Linked DNA regions of Zea mays: regions 2 and 3 are each linked to region 1. Evidence: chromatin contacts called from public Hi-C and HiChIP or PLAC-seq data. All regions are on one chromosome and are shown on one strand. Each heading gives the region's core, a stretch centred on a gene start, on an enhancer-like site or on the middle of the called end of the contact. The rest is flanking DNA. Distances are from core to core; before and after follow the strand shown. Region 1 holds the start of LOC103653831 (WD repeat-containing protein 44). Region 2 holds the start of LOC100383723. Region 3 has its middle 72 kb from the start of LOC109939235.

Evidence for each region. Hi-C and Micro-C count contacts between places; a contact is called where the count stands out from the background. HiChIP or PLAC-seq counts read pairs in DNA pulled down with a chosen protein or histone mark.
Region 2: a contact with region 1 is called in a Hi-C map of ear, with 3 times the contacts expected there. The contact joins the promoter of LOC100383723 here to the promoter of LOC103653831 in region 1. A contact is called at or near these places in 11 of 25 Hi-C or Micro-C datasets (bundle sheath, ear, endosperm and 5 more).
Region 3: a contact with region 1 is called in an H3K4me3 HiChIP or PLAC-seq map of leaf, with 8 times the contacts expected there. The contact joins the enhancer-like site here to the promoter of LOC103653831 in region 1. A contact is called at or near these places in 10 of 25 Hi-C or Micro-C datasets (bundle sheath, ear, leaf and 3 more) and 1 of 3 datasets of contacts at active chromatin or transcription factors (leaf).

Annotation. Positions count from the first base shown.
Region 1 is chr4:151,737,684-151,741,089 of Zm-B73-REFERENCE-NAM-5.0, reverse strand. It overlaps LOC103653831 (WD repeat-containing protein 44), which reads right to left and starts at 1,370. Exons shown (of 7, transcript XM_008680640.4): 1 at 1-1,370. The coding sequence starts at 891.
Region 2 is chr4:151,891,713-151,894,940 of Zm-B73-REFERENCE-NAM-5.0, reverse strand. It overlaps LOC100383723, which reads right to left and starts at 1,505. Exons shown (of 16, transcript NM_001321632.1): 1 at 725-1,505. The coding sequence starts at 1,003.
Region 3 is chr4:151,564,131-151,567,398 of Zm-B73-REFERENCE-NAM-5.0, reverse strand. No RefSeq gene overlaps it. Among protein-coding and RNA genes, the nearest start is that of LOC109939235, 72 kb to the right of the region's middle. Within about 2 kb of position 1,523, at least 19 of the 20 cell types and tissues checked have an H3K27ac peak or open chromatin away from gene starts, as enhancers often do. A contact at or near this core is called in bundle sheath, ear, leaf and 3 more, where this site is marked.

The DNA of each region.
Region 1 (3,406 bases), core at 121-2,620:
CTGCCGCACCTTGACACGGGCCGGGCCATGGCGTGGAACACTGTCCTGGCTGTCATCCGTAGCGGAGCTGGAGTGGTGCCCGCCTTTCTCTGAAGACGTGTCCTTCTCGTCGCTGCTGCTGCGGTCACGGGAGTGGGTGACCAAGGACCCAGCTGCGCAGCGGATGCTGCGGAGCCAGCTGCTTCGCCGCTTGGAGCGCGACCCACCATTGCTGGAACCTGAGCTCGACCTTTCGATCGGTGTGGAGGCGCCACTTTGGGAATTTGAGTTGCAGTTGGAGTTGGGAGTACTAAAAGCTTGGCGCCGCATAAGCTCCTGAACAATAGGTGAGCGGGCCAACTCCTCAACGGTAAGGTGGCGCCCCGTGCCGACCTCGCGGAGACCGAATTCTTCCTTCACCACGTACTCTCTGCCGTCGTCAAGGTTCCTGATCAAGCACCTGGGGTCCTCGTCGGCAGGATCGGGCCCGTCGGACAAGGATGACCGCAGACGGACGCCCCCGAGTGGTGGCTTCCCGGCGGAGCCGAGGGCGGCCCCGCCTGATCTGGACCGAGAGACGGGAGAGGCTGGGGGCGGGCCCGCGGCATCTTCGGAGGCGGACCGGCCAGTCTCAAACCCGGCGAGGGAAGGATCCCCTATGAGCCCCATCAGCTGGAGCAGCCGGCGGCGCCGCTCCTGGACGGGCGACGGCTGAGAGGTCCACAGGTCGAGGGCCGCTGCGGCGGCCGCGACCGGCGCATCGCAACCGCGGCGGCGGCGCGGGCTGTCGGCGCCGTCGTCGTCCGAGGCAGATGTGGAGGAGCCCGAGGAGGAGAGGATGCGATCGAGCGACTCGTAGAACAGGTCCTCCTCCTCTTCCTCCCCGCTCTCCACCTCCTCATCCACGTTCATCGCGCCGCCAGCATTGGCCGTGGAGGCAGCCGTCGCAGGGAGGCGCGGCGCGCGCGGTGTGTTCGGCGAATTGCGCGAGGGACAAAGATGGTGATGGGTGGGAGAAGGGCGGGAGGTCAGAGCTCAGAGGTGCGGGGGAAGGGGAAGTGGTAGCAGCAAGTGGCGGCGTTAGATGAGATCCGCCACGCCCTCGCCCCAGCACCCGCGCACGACGACAACCTAACCGGGAGCGATCCCGTTCCTTCCTCTGATCTCACCACCCGCCCAGCGCAGCGCCGCCCCACCGCGTCTTTACTCGACTGCTCGCGTCGCCGTCGTCCGTTGTCGCGGTAACTGCTTCTTGTCCGCCCGGCCGCTAATACACAGCTGGTGCTGGGTTTTTTTATTATTTGAGATTCAGAGTTCCATTTCATTAGGGAATATGATGATTGTACTCTTCAGTCAACAACAGATGTTCGATGCAGGCTGGGGCATCATCCACTCCCAAACTGATTCACCTGCGAGGCTGTGACCTGCTTTGATAGTTTACGTATTGTTGGGACTTGTTTTCAAATGCTATAAGTCAAGAACAAGGCAACACGAAGTCTTAAATGTCAATGTTCTTGGTACTTCGAAGCATTATTTCCCTCAGGATATAACAGACATGTTTGTTTCGGCTTCTAGCAGCTTCTGGCCACCAAAAGCTGCTGCGGATTGCTAAACGCTCAACTTTTCAGCCAGCTTCTATAAAATTCGTTGGGGGCAAAAACCATCCAAAATCAACATAAACACATAATCGGTTGAGTCGTTGTAATAGTAGGAATCAGTCACTTTCTAAATCCTGAGCCCTATGAACAACTTTATCTTCCTTCACACGTAATCGTAATGATACTCAAATTCTCCATACAGCCAGATTCTCTCTACAACCAGATTTTCAGAAAAGCTAGTTAGAAAAAAGCTGAACCAAACAGGCCCAACGATCTTCGAACGAAGGTCATGAAGGGCGTACCTTCATGATCACGGTTATAAGCTAATGAAAAGTGAAATATATGGAATATGAAAGATAATATGAACAAACACATAATATCACTCATATGTTATCATTATATGAACTTTGATATTAAATATGATATTTAATTACATTTATACCTTCGGCTTGACAGAAGGCAAAAATCTAAATGTTGCGCACGAGCGATTACAGGATAGCGTGAATAGTACGGGGTACTGTTCATCTATTTATAGGCACGGGACGCAGCCCGGTCGAAATTATATTCATGCCCTCGACAAATAACTATAAACATGACACAAACTATCATGGACTGATCGGTCTTTGCCTCTTTAGGTCTGTGTAGCCCTTCGTCTCAATGCATGTCACTATGCCGAAGCTTCCTGGATCGTAACTTCGGCCTGTACCTTCGTGTTGTGTCTGCTTATGTGTTAACTTGCTTAGAGGACCTTCGGCTACGAAGCAGACCCCCAACAGTAGCCCCTTCGCGGTGCTAGATCGTTTTTCGTAACGAGCTTGATCCGTGAAAAAATCTCAAAAGCTTCGGAATTCCGAAGGTCCGAAAAACACCTTCCCTGAGTTCGTTGCCGAGAAACGATTAAAATATTTAGAGCGCAAGGTGACCCACCACGCAGCGGGTACGAACGATCTGGTAATTCACTTCCCAGGCGCCGAGTGGTCCACCATTCAGCGGGTGCGGGCGACTGTTCAGCGGGTGTGGGCGACTTGGCGATTCACCTTCCCACCTGCAGCACTATATAAACAGACGAGCAGGTGTGGAGTTACCACAGCATTCATTGCCGTTGCACTGTTGTGCTGCCGAAAAACTTGACCACAGCCGAAGCTTGCTCACTGTATTCTCAACCGAAGGATCATTTTTCTCTAGCTTCGTTACAAGAAGGAGCTTCGGCAAAGATAAAAAAAAATTCAACTTCGTCAAAATGCAAGAAATTCAACATCAGATGGCCAGGGTACGCTCAACAGCCAGGGTTACACGCGACGGTGAGGAAACCGAAGCTGCTGAAACTGCCCCGATCTCCGAAGTTATGAGGCGGTCAGGACTGGTTGAAACTGAGGGCGCTTCTGACGAAGATACACCCGCCACTGAAGCTGAGCAGGCAGATATTGAAGAGGGTGATGCTAATGAAGGAGAGATTGATTATAACATCATTATGCCATCGAAGCCCAGCCATTTGGATTTCGGGAAATCGACTGTGTCTGAAGCTGATATGACTATGATGACGAAGCTAGGCTACTTCAGAGAAGCCGAGAAGGGGTTGGTTCGCTTTGGCGGGGAAGAGACTATCCCGAAACCAGAAAATGATGAAGTTGTAGTTTTTAAGAGCTTCTTCAAAGCAGGGTTGAGATTTCCTCTACACGGAATGATTGCAGAAGTCTTGGAAAAATTCGGGATTTACCTTCATCAGCTGACGCCTAATGCCATTGTTAGGCTCAGTGTGTACATCTGGGCTCTCCGAAGTCAAGGGGTAGAGCCGCTCGCCGAAAGATTCTGCCGAGTACATGAACTTC
Region 2 (3,228 bases), core at 256-2,755, 150 kb before region 1:
GGGACTTTGACTTACAGGATTGCCATGAAAAAAAACATTTGCACATGTTTGTATATTTAGTCAAACCTAATAGAGAAGCACTTGAGTGGTAGCAACTTCATGTGACAGACCTAGGCATTCCATATTATACGTTTTAATGTTCAGCTCATTATCAGAAATTAGGAATCAAAATTCAAATCATATTAGTGTGATGTACAACGTTATCTCAACTAACACTACATCCAGTGATTCAAAGTCCACAAGTACCACATAAATGTCATATTTTCACAAGCTATTAGATGTGTGTCCCAGTTCCAAAGCACCAATACATGTCATTCAGACATCCAAATTGTGAAACTTAAATCTCTGTTTCTGAAGCCCTTCAAACTAGCCTCAGTGAAGTTAAAAATTCTGTAGTTTGGTTGATTGTGGAGTTAGGAATGAGTTCAAAGATATCAGTGCATTCTTAGCCACCGTTGACATCCTGCCAAAAATCCTTGTCCAGTGACCGTTCAAGCAAGATTAACAGAATTACAGAATTATTCAAATCCTATGTAAGAACTAATTATGTCCTGGTAAGCTTGTCCATGTAATAAGAATTAAAAAATTCCTTCCATCAAAGCGTCCATCATGTAAAATTTCTGACATGTAAAATCTCGTATGTCCTTTCATGTGTTTTGATTATTCTCTCTTTTTTTACGATGGATGTGAACCTCTTTTTATGTCAGGAATAATCTGTATATACCTTGTTCTCCCTGAGGCAAGCGGTGTGCATGACGACGAGAGGCGGCACAACGTCGGCGACAACGGGCGGCCTGGACTCCATGACGAGGCATCGGGCGCCGACGGCCACGGTGTGCATGACGGCCAGCGGAGGGCACCGCTCGCTGGGCGGGGAAATGCGTTCAACGCGGATTTCTCGCGCCCACGCCGCCATGGTCAGGCCCGCGCTCGCCTCGCCCTTGGGCCACACCTCCACCTCTCCGATTGAGGTGTTCACGTAATAAACCATCGACTTGAACATTCTCTCCAGATCCAGCAAAAAAACAAGCAGATCCAAAACGGATCAAGCAGATCCGCAGGGTCAAGGGTTCGTTCTGGACGTCCAAAACAAGGGCCCTGGTTCTCAAGGTAGATCTGCAAGCCTTGCAGGTCGGTTCTTATGAATCGTCCGAAACAGCAAAAAAAAACACACAAAAACAACTGATAGGGGGGAAGCCAGGTAGATGTGTTTGTGTGTGGTCTTAATCAACGATGTTTAAGATCGTGTTCGAATTCTTCACTGTCTCTGACAGACTTTGTGCGTCAGGTGAAGATTCGCAGGGTGGCTCGCTCAAATCTAGGGCAGTTCGTGCGCCACCGCGTCTACGGCGGCCGAGTTGGGGAGGTGGGAAGGGGAGGAGAGGAATGTGAACTGTGAAGTCGGGAGAGGCGTGAAACCCTAGCTTTTGATGGGATTGCAGCACCGAGCTGGAGAGCGCATGGATTTATTTTGGCAGGTGGAGGGGGATGGGGCATGGGGGTTGCGGCAGGCACGGGAGAGGGCGTGGGCGGATAGGGATAGCCGGATATAGGCATGGGCAAAAAGAACCGGAACTGAGGAACCGAACCGAAATAACCGAGAACCGAAACTGAACTAATCGAACCGAAGGAACTGTTATGAAATTCGGTTCTGGTCTTTTGAGAACCAAAATAAATGAGATATTTTCGGTTCTGCACTCCAAAGAACCGAAAAACCAAAAGTATTAGATTCAATTTGTTACATGTGTTTGTAACTTCGGATGTTGTTTTATCGACTTATGTTGAACCTCTAATCATCCATGTATTATCTATGAAATTATGGTCATTGTGCACTTGTGGTTGTTTGTGGGAAGATGTTGCTGAAATTTCTCATAAAAGTTGTCGTTATTCAGAATTTTAGAGTGATTGTACAGTTCGGTTAGAACCGAGGAACCAAACCGAAGAACCGAGAATCGAACTAGTCGGTTCTGGTTTCTTTATCTTTTTATTTCGGTTCTAGTTTTTGAAGAACCGAGAAACCGAACCGAAGTACCAAACGCCTAGTCCTAGCCGGATAGCTTGCTCCGTTTGTATTATCGCCTGGCAACTGCTGTCGCCGTGCTTTTTTTATTTATCGCATTTTAAAATAAATTAACTGAGTGACAAATATTTTAGGACATAGTTAGTATTATAAATTTATGTGTGTTTTTACATTTTTTATTTTGTATTAATAAAAATTGTACTATAATCACTTTTATAATAATCATGTAATTAAATTATTGAAGTTGTAAAAATAATATTTTATAAATTTATTATTTACTCCATTAATATATTAAATTTAAATTTTAATTCGTTTTGTGTTAAAAGGTACAAACAGTCTAATTTTTTATATCTTAGTAAATAAGATAAATTAGAACCTAAATTTTATATATCAGTAAAATAAATAATTAAGTATATCTGAAATACTCTTTGAAATTCGAAATAGTTTAATTATACAATGGCGGTATGAAAAACTTGACAGTTGTAGATTTTTTCTTCTAATTTTTCATTTACGCCTCCTCCATGGCAAAATAGTTTAGTTCTAGGAACGTGTGGTGGGCGGGAGGGTGTTTGACCGCTTTTTTACAAAGCAATGTTACTAGAGAATGAGAGAGATCGATCGTTTTTTCTCCATAATTCTTGCTAAGTGGTTATCCAAAAAATAGATGTTTTAATCACATAATAAAAGATTTTCTAAGACCATTTGCATTAACAGGGTCGTACCTGAGGGGTACAGAGGGTGTGGCCGCACCGGCCCCCAAAAACAGAGGCCTCCTCCCTAGCCACGGGATGCTAGCACTTTTTTTTGTTAAATCTATCTATCCTAGACACATACGTAAAGAGCGATGTGCTATCGACCAGTCTCGTTTAGATTGTTAAACTAATGTCTCAATTACTTATCGAATACTCCATCCGTTCTAAAATAGTATTTGTTTTATCTCTTGATTTTTATGTTTATATTCAACTAGATGATGATGAATCCACTGAAGAAGCAAAACGAATTCTATTTTGATATAGAGAGAGTATTATTTACTATACACATGATGGTTGCATCGGTGGATGGAAGCTTTTTAAAATTAAAATATTTTTGTGAACTATTTAAGGTCAACAATAACTCAAGAGAGGTTAAATGGTTTGGCGATTCTATGTGTCGAAAAGAAATTATTGGATGAGGTTGATCTAATAATATAATCGTTGATTTTGTATCAC
Region 3 (3,268 bases), core at 274-2,773, 170 kb after region 1:
CCATAGGAACGCACGGGCGTTCACCTAGTACACTCCCTGTAAAGGACTTTCATCGAGCGTGTTCAGAAAACATATAGCCAATAACATGGCTTAATAGAGTACCTATGGTTCTAGATTAAGCTAAGGGGCCGTTGATACAAAATCGTCTGCTTTGAGGTAATTGACGGTATTAGACTTGAAGAGTTTTACTGCAGCCGCGCGCGGCATCAAACGTTATATCGGGCCGGGTTTGGGCCGAGGTCACGGCCCATGGGCGGGCACGAGCACGGCCCGTTTAAGGCAGGCACGAAATGACCCATATAGAGGCACGAAAAGGCCCATATATTTATTAAAACCACACTTCATTCCACACAATCATATACTTGATAAAGAACACAAAACTAGAGATAATGCTAGTTAGATGTTTTTTGTAGCTTTGAATTAGAGTGTGTGATGTAATTTTGCTTTTGTTATGAACATTAGACAATAAACTGAACTTACGAACTTTGTATAGAGCTGATTATACACTTTTTCCTTCTAACAAAATGATTTATAAACGAGGTAGTCATTGCATAGCTGTGGTAACTTTAATACAAATATTAAGTTTGATTTTGTTCAAATTTATTTGTCTTATCTTTTATTTGTTTTTTGAATTTAGGGCTCTAATGTGAATTTCGGGCCAAAACTGAATTTCGGGCCAAAAATTGAATTTCGGGCCGTAATGTGAATTTCGGGCTTTTATAATTTTGGTCCGCCCGAAATGAGCCCGTCACGTTTAAGCAATTACGCGACAGGCCGTGGACCGAGGGCTAGACCCATGGGCCGGCTCGGTACGGCCCGAAATTCAAACAGGCCGGGCCGACCCGAAATTCAAATAATACGGGTTTTTTCGGTCTTGGGCCGGGCCGGGCCGAGCGGCCCGTATGTACACCTATAATCACGGCACGGGTCGCTAATAATAATTCTGTGATTCACTAGCCCTGCTGGCCCGTGTATATATATACACGTTGACCCCAGCTAGCAGCAAGAATGCGAGTAGATCTGGGGGGTGGCGACATGCACATGCATATGGCAGCGAGAGAGAGCGGAGGAGGTACGGTGGTGGTGGAAGGTGGATCACACAAGCACACGCACTACGGCGCTGGAAAACAGTAGGAAACATCGGATGGGCGTCGTCGGGCAAAAAGGACGACGGGACAGATGGATTGGATCGATGCATCTTTCCGTTGCAGCAGGTGTCACATGCCTGCGCCACCGCCACCCATTCTACTGTCCATCCGGCCGCTCCTCCTCTGCTGTGCTAGCTGGCCTATATATCTCCCTCTCCTTTTGACAAACAGCGGCGTTGCCGATCGGCGATCGAGCGTACAGGAAGAACGACGTTAAAGAATGACCGGAGGAAACGAGGCAGCTGTACGTACGTGCGGCCGCGGCGTGGCACGCATGCTCGCGCGCCAATGCCGCCGGCCGGTGGAGCGGGGCGGCCTCGCGTACGTCCCAGATCTGGCCCTTCCGGCCGGCCTGCGCCGGACACCTCCGAACCGCGGACAGTGGCGCGCGCAAGCCAGATGTCGCGCGCCACGTATGAACAGTGGCGGACGGAGCTACCAGGGTAGTTTCGGCCCAAGCCCAAAATATCCTCGGAAATTCTAGCCGATTGTTGATACCAGCTTTTTTACATTCACGTACTGGATCGATCGGCTGTTCGTTCGTGTCCAGTTTGGGCGGTCTGACGGGCCTCGTTTGCTCTGGTATTCCAATTTGACTAATTTAAAGTGGCCATCTTGATGTCTAGCTACGCTGATGCATCTATTTGATGTTGATTTAATGAGCTTAGTCTAAATTAATTTATTTATTAAATCATTTAATATTAATGGTCTATATAATACTAGGGAAATGAAAGGTGGTTAATATCATAATAAAAGCTAAGAGAGATCGTAACTAACTTATAAAATGGACATTACACATATATACTGTCTCTGAAGTCGGAAAATAAGATAGTTAGATAGGTGTGTCACACGTGAGCGCTCACTTCTCTAACAAGCGGGTGGCGAGGTGCGGCCAGATGTGTTGTAATGTGATAGATTTTTACGATAAGTGAAGTCATAATGATGCAGAATGATTAGGCTTAGAAGGTTTTCATGCCCTTGTTGATGAAGGTAAAATATCGATTTTAAAATGAGTAGTTGAATAGGTTAAGGACCATCTAGTTCTAAGTGCTAATGGAGATATTAGACACTTAAAGTGATAGGACCGTTATTTTCTTTTAGTCGTATTATAAATGATGATATGAAATGGGTAACTTCACCTATATAAGTCTAGTTAGGTGTAGTGGTGTACACTTATTAAAAAACTAGTGCTAGGTAATCTAGGAGAGCCAATGAGAAGTTTATAATAAAAAAAACAAATAAAAAACCGTTGACAACAAAAGTTGGCATCGGACGTGTCGATGCTTCATCATTGCACCATATAGGAAAAGTTCCCTATGAGATTTTATATATGCACCATGGTGTCCGATCTGCACCATGTACGTGGCACCACACAGAGCATCCAGAGAGCTTATAAACTAATTAGTTTCAGTTTTACACTCACTAGCGTGTTCGGTGGATGTGACACTAGATTAGACACCTAGAAAGCATATAAATTGTGCAGATGTCTTGATTACTCACCTAACATATCTTGTGTGCACCGGATGTGTCACCGGACAAGGTACTAAGAAAGCTTGTTTACTATCAAAGTTATACCCCCATATCAACTTCTTGAGGTGTTGTGTCAGCTAGTTTGAGCCTTTAGGAATATTTATACCCCCATATCAACTTCTTGAGGTGTTGTGCCCTTTTCAATAGCTAAAGCAACCTATTGAGAGAAAGGAAGACCCTTTGCATTGTGAGGAAATTAGAGAAGTGTTAGGCTATTAGTGCATAGAGAGAGACTTATGTGCATCCACCACCCACATTAGGTTTGCCTTGGTCAAGTGAGATTCTAGTACATGTTACTCTTGGTGATCATGATCACCTAGATGGCTTGGTAGTGATTGGAGTGTGGTGGTCACTCGGGTGACCCAACTCAGGAGTTGTATACGGTTATGAGCGGTTCACTGTGTAGAAGAGGCAAAGAACTAGCCCATGTATGTGTTTTTGACCCGACAGATTAGGATATGGATATGTTTTTCACCCATGGGTTAGACCTGTATCCGACCCAAGGTAATGTGGTCATGGATTTGGATATTAAACCTCACTCGCGGGTTACATGTTGGAGATCCAAAATTAACCAATATGCGGGTTACCCA